Regions from separate parts of the Mus musculus genome. Here regions 2 and 3 are each linked to region 1. The links are chromatin contacts, called in public promoter capture Hi-C maps. All regions are on one chromosome and are shown on one strand. Each heading gives the region's core, a stretch centred on a gene start, on an enhancer-like site or on the middle of the called end of the contact. The rest is flanking DNA. Distances are from core to core; before and after follow the strand shown.

Evidence for each region. Promoter capture Hi-C pulls out the DNA fragments that hold promoters and counts their contacts. Capture Hi-C pulls out chosen DNA fragments and counts their contacts.
Region 2: a contact with region 1 is called in a promoter capture Hi-C map of liver, with 3 times the contacts expected there. The contact joins the enhancer-like site here to the promoter of Tor1b in region 1.
Region 3: a contact with region 1 is called in a promoter capture Hi-C map of adipose tissue, with 2.3 times the contacts expected there. The contact joins the promoter of Slc27a4 here to the promoter of Tor1b in region 1. A contact is called at or near these places in 5 of 39 promoter capture datasets (hippocampal neurons, liver, neutrophils and 1 more) and 2 of 9 other capture datasets (adipose tissue and liver).

What each region holds. Positions count from the first base shown.
Region 1 is chr2:30,951,388-30,954,931 of GRCm38.p6, forward strand. It overlaps Tor1b (torsin family 1, member B), which reads left to right and starts at 1,614. Exons shown (of 5, transcript NM_133673.3): 1 at 1,614-1,836; 2 at 2,365-2,630. The coding sequence starts at 1,638.
Region 2 is chr2:32,417,810-32,421,353 of GRCm38.p6, forward strand. Slc25a25 (solute carrier family 25 (mitochondrial carrier, phosphate carrier), member 25) reads right to left here. Exons shown (of 10, transcript NM_001164357.1): 3 at 3,494-3,544; 4 at 2,496-2,607; 5 at 1,239-1,397; 6 at 1-67. Among named protein-coding and RNA genes, the nearest start is that of Ptges2, 24 kb to the left of the region's middle. Within about 2 kb of position 1,687, at least 44 of the 459 cell types and tissues checked have an H3K27ac peak or open chromatin away from gene starts, as enhancers often do. A contact at or near this core is called in liver, where this site is marked.
Region 3 is chr2:29,800,997-29,804,540 of GRCm38.p6, forward strand. Slc27a4 (solute carrier family 27 (fatty acid transporter), member 4) reads left to right here and starts at 1,638. Exons shown (of 13, transcript NM_011989.5): 1 at 1,638-1,964; 2 at 3,164-3,330. The coding sequence starts at 3,170.

The DNA.
Region 1 (3,544 bases), core at 364-2,863:
TGCCCTATCCCCCCAGAAATAAGGACAGTCGTGGTCAGTGGCTCTGTTGTGAGGTCAGGAGCCATACCTGACCTATTCCCTGCTGTAAGCCTGGTATATGGGTATATGTGCTTTATATAGTGTTGGGCCTGACACACAGCCAGAGTTCACGAGTTATTTATTGCACATTAGTTACTAAAGGAACTCAACCAAGTTTGGCAAAGTCTGGACCAAGTATGTATGGACAATCTATTTCCTTGGGGAATGATCTTCAAGTTGGCTGTATTGTCCCTATTAAAAGCCTGTGGCAGCCAGGCGGTGGTGGCGCACACCTTTAATCCCAGCACTTGGGAGGCAGAGGCAGGCGGATTTCTGAGTTCGAGGCCAGCCTGGTCTACAGAGTGAGTTCAAGGACAGCCAGGGCTCCGCAGAGAAACCCTGTCCCAAAAACAAAACAAAACAAAACACCCAAACAAACAAACAAACAAAAAGGAAAAAAGCCTGTGGCTTCAAATTCTATATCAAGTTGATATAATGAAGGCGTGTGGAGGAGTAATCACACATTTCAGACGGGCTGTTTACAAACTCTACTCTTTACATAAACCACACCACTGCTTGTTTTCTGCATGACCAACTTCGTCGGTTTTTGATTAATACCTCTAATCTTCAGCATAGGCAAAGGCTTTCCCTGCCCCACAGTACCTGGACTTTGATGACTCAGTAGTCCTTGTCCCCTTGCTTGCCTCCCCTACAGCCTGTGTGTCCTGAAAGGCAGGACCAACTCTACTCCATGGATGAATTCCCAGCGGGCAACCTGGGGCCCACTGTGTGGTATGCGCATAGACAAATGTCTGTCTCCCTTGTGAATCCCCCACAGGTGTCCCTATGTGCGTTACATCCCTAGTGCTCAGCCCTGTCTCTCTCACAACAAGCACACATTATTGTTGCTATTATTATTATTATTATTTTATTTATTTATGTATTATCTTATATGTATGTGCACGCCTGAGCTTCTGTACAGCACCGTATACGTGGAGGTGCCCACAAAGCTCGGAGGAAAAGTTCTGGAGGTACAGGCAATCATAAGCCACCAGATGTGGATGCTGGGAGCCCAATCTGGGCTTTTGATTTTTATGTGTGCATAATTTTCCAATAATTTTATTATGTTGTGTGTATGATTGTTTTGCTTGCGTGTATGTCTGTGTCCCGTGTGTGTGTGTGCAGTGCTTACAGAGGCCAAAAGAGAGTGGCAGAACCCCTGGAACTGGTTAGAGACCGTCACAAAACAGGAATGTGGGTGCTTGGAAGTGAACCCAGGTCCTCAGGAAGAGCTAGTCAGTGCCCCTAACAACTGATCCATCTCTGCGTTCTCTCCCTCTCTCCGTCTCCTGTGTGTGTGTGTGTGTGTGTGTGTGTGTGTTTGTATAACAAACCAACCAACAAACAAACAGGACCTCTAAAAGATAGGAATGAAATTCCTTTAATGGTCTCTAGAGGGTTTCCTGACACTCACAACGTTGGTGACAATAATCTCCCCGCCCCTTTCCAACAAGGCGGCTTTCTAGCTAAGCGGAAGTGACAGCGCCGTACCGGAAGTTCAGTCCCTGGGACTGAATCCTGCGCTCGGAGCGCAGCCGCACGGTGCTTCCCTGCGTGCGATGAGACGAATCGGAGCGTTTGGGGGCTCCACGGCCCTGTGGGCGCTGCTGGCCGCCCACGTGGCGGGGGCGTTCGAGCCCGTAAGCGTGGGCATCGCCATCGGGGCCGTGTCGGCGCTCACCGGCTACCTGTCCTATACCGATTTCTACTGCCGCTTCACCGAGTGCTGCCATGAGGAACGGCCCCTCAACACGTCGGGTATGTGCCCGCGGGCCGGTCGGGGCGGGCGGGAGGGCACTGGGAGCTTGGCTCCCGCTCCTGCTGGATGCGGCGCCGCGGGAGACACACACGGCCGGGACCTCGCCACACCTTTGCAGGCCTTGCAATGACCACCTGGAGAACTGAACGCAACGGGGCCAGCTGGTGCGCCCCGCCAGGGGGTGCCAGGCGTGGAGCTCCATCCAGAAAGCCCGCCTGTTGCTCTTGCTGTTTGTTTGTTTTTTTTTCGAGCCATCAGGGGTGGCGGGAAAGCTAGCCCGGAGCACAGCCGCCAAATGGTTCTTCCCTGGATGAAAGAATCTGTGTAGCTTGTTTGACATTTAGATGTTAAGGAGAACTGGCACTTAAGGATCTGACTGTAGGTCCTTATGATTCTGGCTCTGATCTGTGAGATCTCTGCATTTTTCATCCCTTCTGGCCCTGCTGGATCAGTCGCTAACTGTGCCTCTGACTCAGGTACTTTTTTAACCTGTGTTTTTCTCTTTGTTCCGGTGCGGGCCTCCGCAGCCCTCAAGCTGGACTTGGAAGAGAAGCTGTTTGGACAGCACCTTGCCACCGAAGTGATTCTCAAGGCATTGACTGGCTTCAGGAACAACAAAAATTCCAAGAAACCATTGACTCTGTCCTTGCACGGCTGGGCTGGCACGGGCAAGAATTTTATCAGCCAGATTGTGGCTGAAAACCTTTATCCAAAAGGCCTGAAGAGTAACTTTGTCCACCTGTTCGTCTCTACTTTGCACTTCCCTCATGAGCAGAAGATAAAGGTGTACCAGGCAAGAAAACCTACCGATTTTTGATCATATGCCTGGGGTACTTTACTCAGTAGCTCTGGCCTCTGCTTTTCTTTCTCTGCCTTGAAGTGCTCCATCTGGCCTCTGCTTTGCTTTCTGCTATTTATTTGACTGAGTTTTACTGTGTAGGTCTGGCAGGCCTGGAACTCACAGAGATCTACCTACCTCTGCCCTCCAAAGGCTGGGATTAAATGCCTAGCCTCTCTTTATTTATACTTTCTGAGACAGTGCCTCATCGTGTAGTCCAGGCTGGCTTTGGTGTTAGGGATCCAGCTTTCTGAGGGCTGAGATCAACAGGCATCTATCAATTTGCCCAGTTTATGGCATGTGGGAGAGAGGGTGGTTTTAGACAGGGTCTAATGTAGCCCAGGTTGGCTTCAAACTCACTATAAATAGCAGAGGCTGGCTTTGAACTTCTGATCCTCCTACCTTCAACTTCCAAGTGCTGGGATTATAGGTGTGTCCCATCTTCTTTGTTTCTAAAATTGCTATTCCAAAATAATCCAGTGAGGTAGGGGATGCTATGATCATTTAAAGATGGAGCCAACTAGTGTAGGGGTGAGGTGGGGTGGGGTATCATTCCTGGGATAGGGGGAGGGAGGAGGGGACTGAAATCAGAGAAAGTGGACAAGAGAGGCAAGGTGACTTGTCCCTCACAACCTGAACTCCTCACCTCCTGTCTCCAGGCCTCTGCCTTAGGCACTCATAAAGGGATTTCCATTCCCAGCAGGGCACAGGGTGTTAGGTAGGGCGGCCTTAGATAGTTTGCTTGGGCATGGCCACATCTAAAACTTGCCACCTCTGTCTGCTGCCCGTGTGAGTCGGAAGCAAAGCTCCAGCCTGGTTTTCCTTGTGAGATCTCTGCATTTTTCATCCCTTGAATCTGATGTAAATGA
Region 2 (3,544 bases), core at 437-2,936, 1.5 Mb after region 1:
CCCCTTCTCGAATCATCTGTGTGAATCCACCTACGATGCACATGTTGTTGCTGCGGGAGGCATGGACCTGAGGAGGACAAGAGATCAGAGGGACTCAGCAGGATAGAGGGAAGACTCCACAGTCTACCCTGGGAGGAGCCGTTTTGGAGAACCTCTTCAGAGAGGCTCTTTCCTCTAAGTAATTCAATTTAATGTCCTGTGACTCAGCAAGCATGGCTGGGTGTTTTATTATTTTGTTTTATTGTATTTATTTAGTTTTTGTCAGGCTCTCATACTATGCAGTTCAGGCTGGCCTTGATTTTCATCCTTCCCAAGTGCTAGGATTAGAGGCATGCCCCACCAACCCAGAGAGGACAGCTCTTGCTCTCTCTCACTATATCCCTAGAACTCTGTTAAAAAAGGAGTAAGAGGGAACTGTTCATGCTTCTGTTTTCTCAGAGGCTCTGGAAGCTGGGAGGAAGGGCCAGCACACACTAGGCTAAGCCTTTCTACATCTTTTGCATCGTTGTTTCTGGAAGGTAAAGGGAGATCCCACGTAGTTACTTATGCCAAGGGGGGTGGGGTAGTGCCTGCAAAGCACTCCAATTCCATTAGCTGCGGTGGGAGGTTCGGCTGAGGGAGGGAGGGGAAGCTGAGCCACCCATGAATCATGGGTAAAAATCTGCTCGCTTTCCTGCTCACCTGCACGAGCACCTTTGGTCTGTCCAGGGGGGTTCTGGGGCATGTGCTGTTTCTGGGTAGGCCTCCTGGCACCGAAAGTGCCAGACAGAAGCAAAATGGGGTAACTGGTCACTGTTCAGACAGACATCAAAGTCCACCAGTGTCCTCATGTGGGTCATTTCACAATGCTTCCCTGACATCAGACAAGCTTATCTCTGCCCTGAGGACGTGGAGTTGCATGCTCAGCCAAGGTAAAGGCACTGCTTCTAGGTCATGCAAGGATCTGCTCTCCCTGCCTTCCATGAGGCATCTTATCCATCCTGAGATGCACTTACGGAATCCAAGTAACAAGCCCAAGTAAGGTGATACGCAGCTTATGTTTCTCTGATATAATTAGACCAGCTAAGCACAAAGGTCACCTAGGCTGGGATCTACTGGGGCCTGCGAAGCATTAACTCCAATTTCATTAGCTGCGGTGGGAGGTTCCGGGTTTTAAAGCAAGGAGCCAGCTGAGGGAGGGAGGGGAAGCTGAGCCTCCAATGAACCACGGGTAAAAATCTGCTCGCTTTCCTGCTCACCTGCATGAGCACCTTCAGTCTGTCCAGGGGGGCAGTGCAGGTTCTGGAAACTGCCCCTGCCCCACCTCCTGCCACCAGGTGCCTCCACCACATCCCCGTCTGCCTCTCCTCCACTGTGAACTCATCTGGGACTGTCAGATTCTCACCGACATCGAAGATCTATGGGGGAGACAAGCAGAGACATAGCCAACTTTACTCACAACATCCTGGCCGTGGTCACTGCATTCCACTCTCCCTTTGCCCTGATAGTAGCTGCAGCTCTTGACCTGTACATGGTCTAGAAAGGAGCAGGTAGCAATCGAGGAAACATTACAACACTGTTGGGTTGCCCTTGTAAAGGAAGCTCCTGGAACTTTCCGCAAGGACTTTAGGGCTAGACTACAAGGATCAGGGAAGATGGGTACAAACCCTGCAACCTGATACAGAACCAGATTGCCAGCAGAACAGAGTGTTATGCAAGGCTAAGCAAGCAGGGTGCTATGCTGCCTGCGTAATACCTTCTCTCTGGAACTGGTCCCAGCCAGCTCTGCTGACCTCTGGGCTGCAGGCCAGAGACAGGCTAGCTGTCTGAACCCTAGAATCAGTCACTTACTTTCACCCAAGAAGCCCTGACCCGGCATTGTGGATTCAGAGAGGATAAGGCAGGGGTAGCCCAGCCAAGAACACCAGAAGTCTTTTAAGTAAGACCAACATTTCTAGTTGTGGATCCACATCTGTCTGAATGTGGATCATGCTAACAGAGTGAAAACAATATGCAGGCCCTACAGGGAGTGCTTATCAAAACCAAACCCCCAAAATCAAGAGTCTAACTCTGTAGCCCAGGCTGGCCTTTAACTCATGGGGCTCCTATGTCTCAGCCAAAACATGTATTTTTGCCATAGAGAGAAATGATACTAAAAAAGAAACACAGGGAAAGAGGAGGCATCTGTAACAAGGTTTCTTCTCCTATCCCGTGGAGGACAGACTGTCTGCTTCTGGGAGAATCGGCAACATAGGAAAAGGAGATATTTGAAATGGCCCGTGAAGGGCAGAGGCATACAGGGATAGGAAGGTACACCCAGCAAAGGGTCAAGGGTGCAGGCTGGTCACTGTATCGGAGGAGGAGGGGCATGTGGCTGGCAAAGGAGGGACAACATCTCAGTGTATCATCAAGACCGACCCCCCACCCCCACCCCCACCCCCAGGCCTAGATGGGGATGGACTGAGAGATGCCAGACAAAGACGGCTGCCTGAGTGGACAGTGGGTGTGTGCCTCACCGTCGAGTGCTTCCAGTACAGGATGATCTCCGGGATGTTCTCCACAGGGTGCAGGAGGTGGTAGTCCCTCCACTCGTTCCAGTCGATGGTCATCGTGCCATTCTTATCCATGCTGTAAGCAGAAGCATGGTCAGTCGCACGTGTCACACCCACCTGCCAGTTGTGTGCCCTACCACTTAGATGGGATGGAGGCAGGTGCCATAGCCACCCAGGACACCAAAGGCACCTTGCCCATGAGAAAGAGTAAGGTGGCTCCATACCCCATTTTCCATAAAATGGAGATGTGCTGGCCCACAGGAACCCCATTCTGATCAGGGAGGGAGGGAATCACGGGAAAACACAGATACTTACTAGGTGACAGGGCCCCAGAAGTGGCCCGTCCGTATTCTGACAGACAGACAAAGGAGGATGCAAAGGAGAAAGGAGAAACAACACAAATAAATGCGCTGAGCAGGTTAGTAAAGCAAGCACACACCCAAAGACACCAGGGGCCAGCACAGCACGAGGAAGTGGGCAGGACTGGGCTCCTGGGGTTGCTGTCCCTGTGACCAGGCGGCTTTCAGGCCAGCCAGGTACAAACTGTTCTCTACTTGCAGGGCTTTCCGGCAGCCCTCTGCTCATGAGTGAGCCATCTTTCTGGCCAGCATATGTGGCTACAGAGGAAAGAACAAGCTATAGCAGAACCTAAGTTAAGGACCACACATGTCCCTCCCCATCAGGCAGAGAATATTCAGGGACACTTCTCACTAACGAGAAATGCCCACAACTAATCTTATCATTTTAAAGGTTGCAGGCATTGGGTTAATTCCAGATTTATGACTCTTCTGTGAGAGTAGGGCTGCAACCTCAGGAGAAGCTTACTATGGGAAGGGGCTTCTTATCCCTCCTCCTAAACACAGGGCCAGCTTCAGGGATGCAGGCCAAGAGTGAACAGCACACAAATTAGTCCAAAAGCCATTAAAGCATCCCCTAGAACAAAGCTCACCACACTCACTCACCTCTTAAGAATCTTCTCCGCCTGCTGTTCCGAGATCTTGACACCCAGGTCC
Region 3 (3,544 bases), core at 388-2,887, 1.2 Mb before region 1:
AAGTTATGTACCACTGGGCAGTGGTGGCACATGCCTTTAATCCCAGCACTTGGGGGGCAGAAGCAGGCAGATTTCTGAGTTCGAGGCCAGCCTGGTCTACAGAGTGAGTTCCAGGACAGCCAGGGCTACACAGAGAAACCCTGTCTCAAAAAACCAAATAAATAAATAATAAAGTTATGTACCACCATGCTTACCTGACCCCCAAACCCACTTTTGTGGGGTGTTGTTTTGTTAGTTTGTTTTTGAGACAGGGTCTCACTATGTAGCCCTGGCTGTCCTGGAACTCACTATGTAGACCAGGCTGGCCTCGAACTCAGAGATTCATTTGCCTTTGCCTCCCGAGTGCTGGGGTTAAAGGTGTGTGCCACCACCACCGCTGTGCTTGATCCCCTAAAGCCCACCTTTAATCCATAAGAAGGCACAGATTTGGAACTCTCTGCTGAGAACATGATTCTCTTGTTGGTCTGTGATGCACATGTCTATGAACATGGGGCACCTGCTATTATAGCCCTAGAGACATCCTTTAGCTTACTATCCAGCCTCTCCAATGGATGCAATCCTGAGCAGGTCCAGACCATCTTCATACCAAAATGTCATCTGTAATCCCTATAAACAGACCTTGAAGGTTGCCCCTTCCCCCCTTAAGAACTTGACTAGGTTGAGTCATTGAAGGGGCTATTTAAGAACAGAGGCAGTAATAGGCACGTTGCATAGTCACCCCAGAACTTTTCAGAGGCTCTCAATCCAACGGCTGTGAGTCTAGACCCTTGCCCACAGCCTGACAAAGCTCACAGTTTACAAAGGAACCAGTGTTCGGGAGTGTTATCAGTCAGGGTTAAAGTTAGTTACACAGGCTTTAAATCCTGACCTTTGAGGAGATCCCCTGAAGCTACTCCTCCTGGCTCTTCAGTTCTTTTTGAACCTTGCAAAGGTACTGAAAACTGTAAAAGTCCTGAGGGAACAATCATACTCAGCTGTGGTGAATGACCATTCCAGAATGGTCTAGAAGCCCAATGCCCTGTGTATTCTGCCAGAATCCAGCTTTTTTTTTTTTTCAGCAAGTGGTATTGAACATTTGCTAAATTCTATTTCAAGACAAATGTAGTAGTTAATGTCTGTAATGCCAGCGCTCTGGGCTGAAGTAGATTAACTACAGCAAGATCCAGGGCAAAGTTACTACCCTGTTTCAAAAAACAAACAGGACTGACAAGGTGGATCAGGAAAAGGTGCCTGTTCCCAAGACTGAGGGCCAAGCCTAGTAACCTTAGTATGATCCCTGGAGCCCATGGTGTAAGAACAGAACCAACTCCCACGAGTTGTCCTCTGACCACACAGGGTCTTTGGCATATGTATCTACACATACACAAATAAGCAAACAAATGTAAATAATAATAATAAGTTAAACAAATTCTACTTGGGCCTTAGCTTCTGGCTATGTATTCTCAAATGGTCTGTGGGCGGGTTTATGCTACCTGGATCCCCTGGTCCAGGAAATGGCAGAGAGGAACGACCCAAGGAGCACTGCCTGACCAGGGCAACTTCAGCAGCCTGAACAAGCTAGACTACTAGGACTACAACTCCCAGCATGCCGTGCGGCTCAGCCTACCACTCCCAGCGGGCCGGGCGGCTGCGGAGGCAGTGGTGCGCGCAGGGCTGGAGGGGCTGGGCGGTGTCGGGCGCGCTGGGGCTGGGTTGCGCTGAGGTGCACGGACTCAGAAGCTCGCCCTCTGCGGGGACGGCACAGAAGGCGGTGCTGCCGGCTGGCACAGCCGGTGCGGGTGCGGGAGGCGGGTGGGGGTGGAGCGGGGCAGAGGTACAGACCCTACAAGGACGAGGAGTGGGCCAGACGCACCGAGGCTCGGCTGTGTGTGCCCCGGGGCGGCCGATGCCCCCAGCGCACCGCACTCCGCTGCCGCAACCGGGCCGCATCCTGACGGGGCGCCGCGCCGCGCAGCCGCAGCCGGGTGAGCTAAGGCGGGGACGGCGGCTTTCTGAGCGGGGAAAATGTGCCAGGCCGAGCAGGGGGAGACGGCGGTGCCGGCTCGGACTGAGGGGCGCGCCCTCCTTCTCCCAACCCCGAGAACGCTCTGATGTCCTGGCTATCTAGAGGCAATCGGTCCGTGGCGCCCCTCCTGTCCTGTCTCCTCTCTCAGCGGTCTTGGACCGGCTCCTAGCTTGCTTTTTGACTGCCTCTGTCAGAGAGCTAAGGATCTTAGCGATCCTGCGGTAGTCCTCCCACCCATTGCTTTATGCTTTTCTCCAGAAGGCAGTCTCATAAGGGATTCCCTGTGTTCCAGGCCGTGGTCCTCCGCCTAGCTTGGAGATATTCAGGCTACTTCATATCTTTGACCTTCCTCTCTTCCCAAGAAAAGCAATCCATTAGCAGTCCTCTTGACTAAATCCATAAAGAAGAGGGAATAGAGCGTGGGCCTTAATCTCTGCCCTGGGCTTCAACACAGCCTTTCCCCTTCTCAGCCCTAGTCCTCAAAGATCCATCTGAATGTGTGGGTACTTCCAAATCCTTTTCCTGTCCAACAATCACCTCTTTCCACCCTACCCCTGGGCTGTCACCTCTCAGGCCCCTCCTGCCTCTAAGCCATTTGCTGGCTCGCCCTCTATGGACCGGTAGAGGCACAACGCTACCTTGAGTCTGTGGGCCAGAGACTGTGCAGGGCTCCCTTCCCAGGAAGCTGCCCTTTTTGGTGTTGTCATTTCCAGAACCTCCTGGAGTCCCTAGGAGAGACACTTCTATCAGCACCTGTCTCCCGGCCATCTGGTTAGGTTGCTTGAATATCGGTGAATGGACTGTCCTGTTTGGGTTAGAAAGGTTCTAAGAACAAGTCTTACTAGCCCAATGCATAGAGCAAGGTGCTATGGCCTGAAGTAGGAAAGGGGCTAGCACAAGGTCACTTGACAAGGTGGTCAAAGATAGAACCAGAAGCTAGATCATCCTCTTGTTTCTTAACCCCAGAGCTGTAGATTTCAAGGCCCCTCCAACTTGGCATGGAACCAAAGCCTTGAACCTTTTTTAAGCCACCCCTTTTAAGGTGACTAGGCAATCCCCATAGGCTGACCCTTTGGGCTCATACTGAAGTGGCTGCTGGTGCAGAAGTAGCGGCCCCTAAAGAAGGAATTGTGTCTCCTAACCACCTTGTACCTGCAGGTCACAATGCTACTTGGAGCATCTCTGGTGGGGGCGCTACTGTTCTCCAAGCTAGTGCTGAAGCTGCCCTGGACCCAGGTGGGATTCTCCCTGTTGCTCCTGTACTTGGGGTCTGGTGGCTGGCGTTTCATCCGGGTCTTCATCAAGACGGTCAGGAGAGATATCTTGTGAGTACCATATCTAGCCTCCCTTGGGGTCTCAACTGTGCTGGGCTTTACCAGCCATTATCCCTGCCAGCACAAGACATCTGGGTTATTAAAGGAACAGTGTCTTCTCTTTGCCCTTCTCCTGGCATACCTAGAACTTTCATCTCCAAGGTCAAGGTCTCAAGGAATCTCCTAACCCCGAGACTCCTTGACCTGGGGCACAAATCAAAGCAGA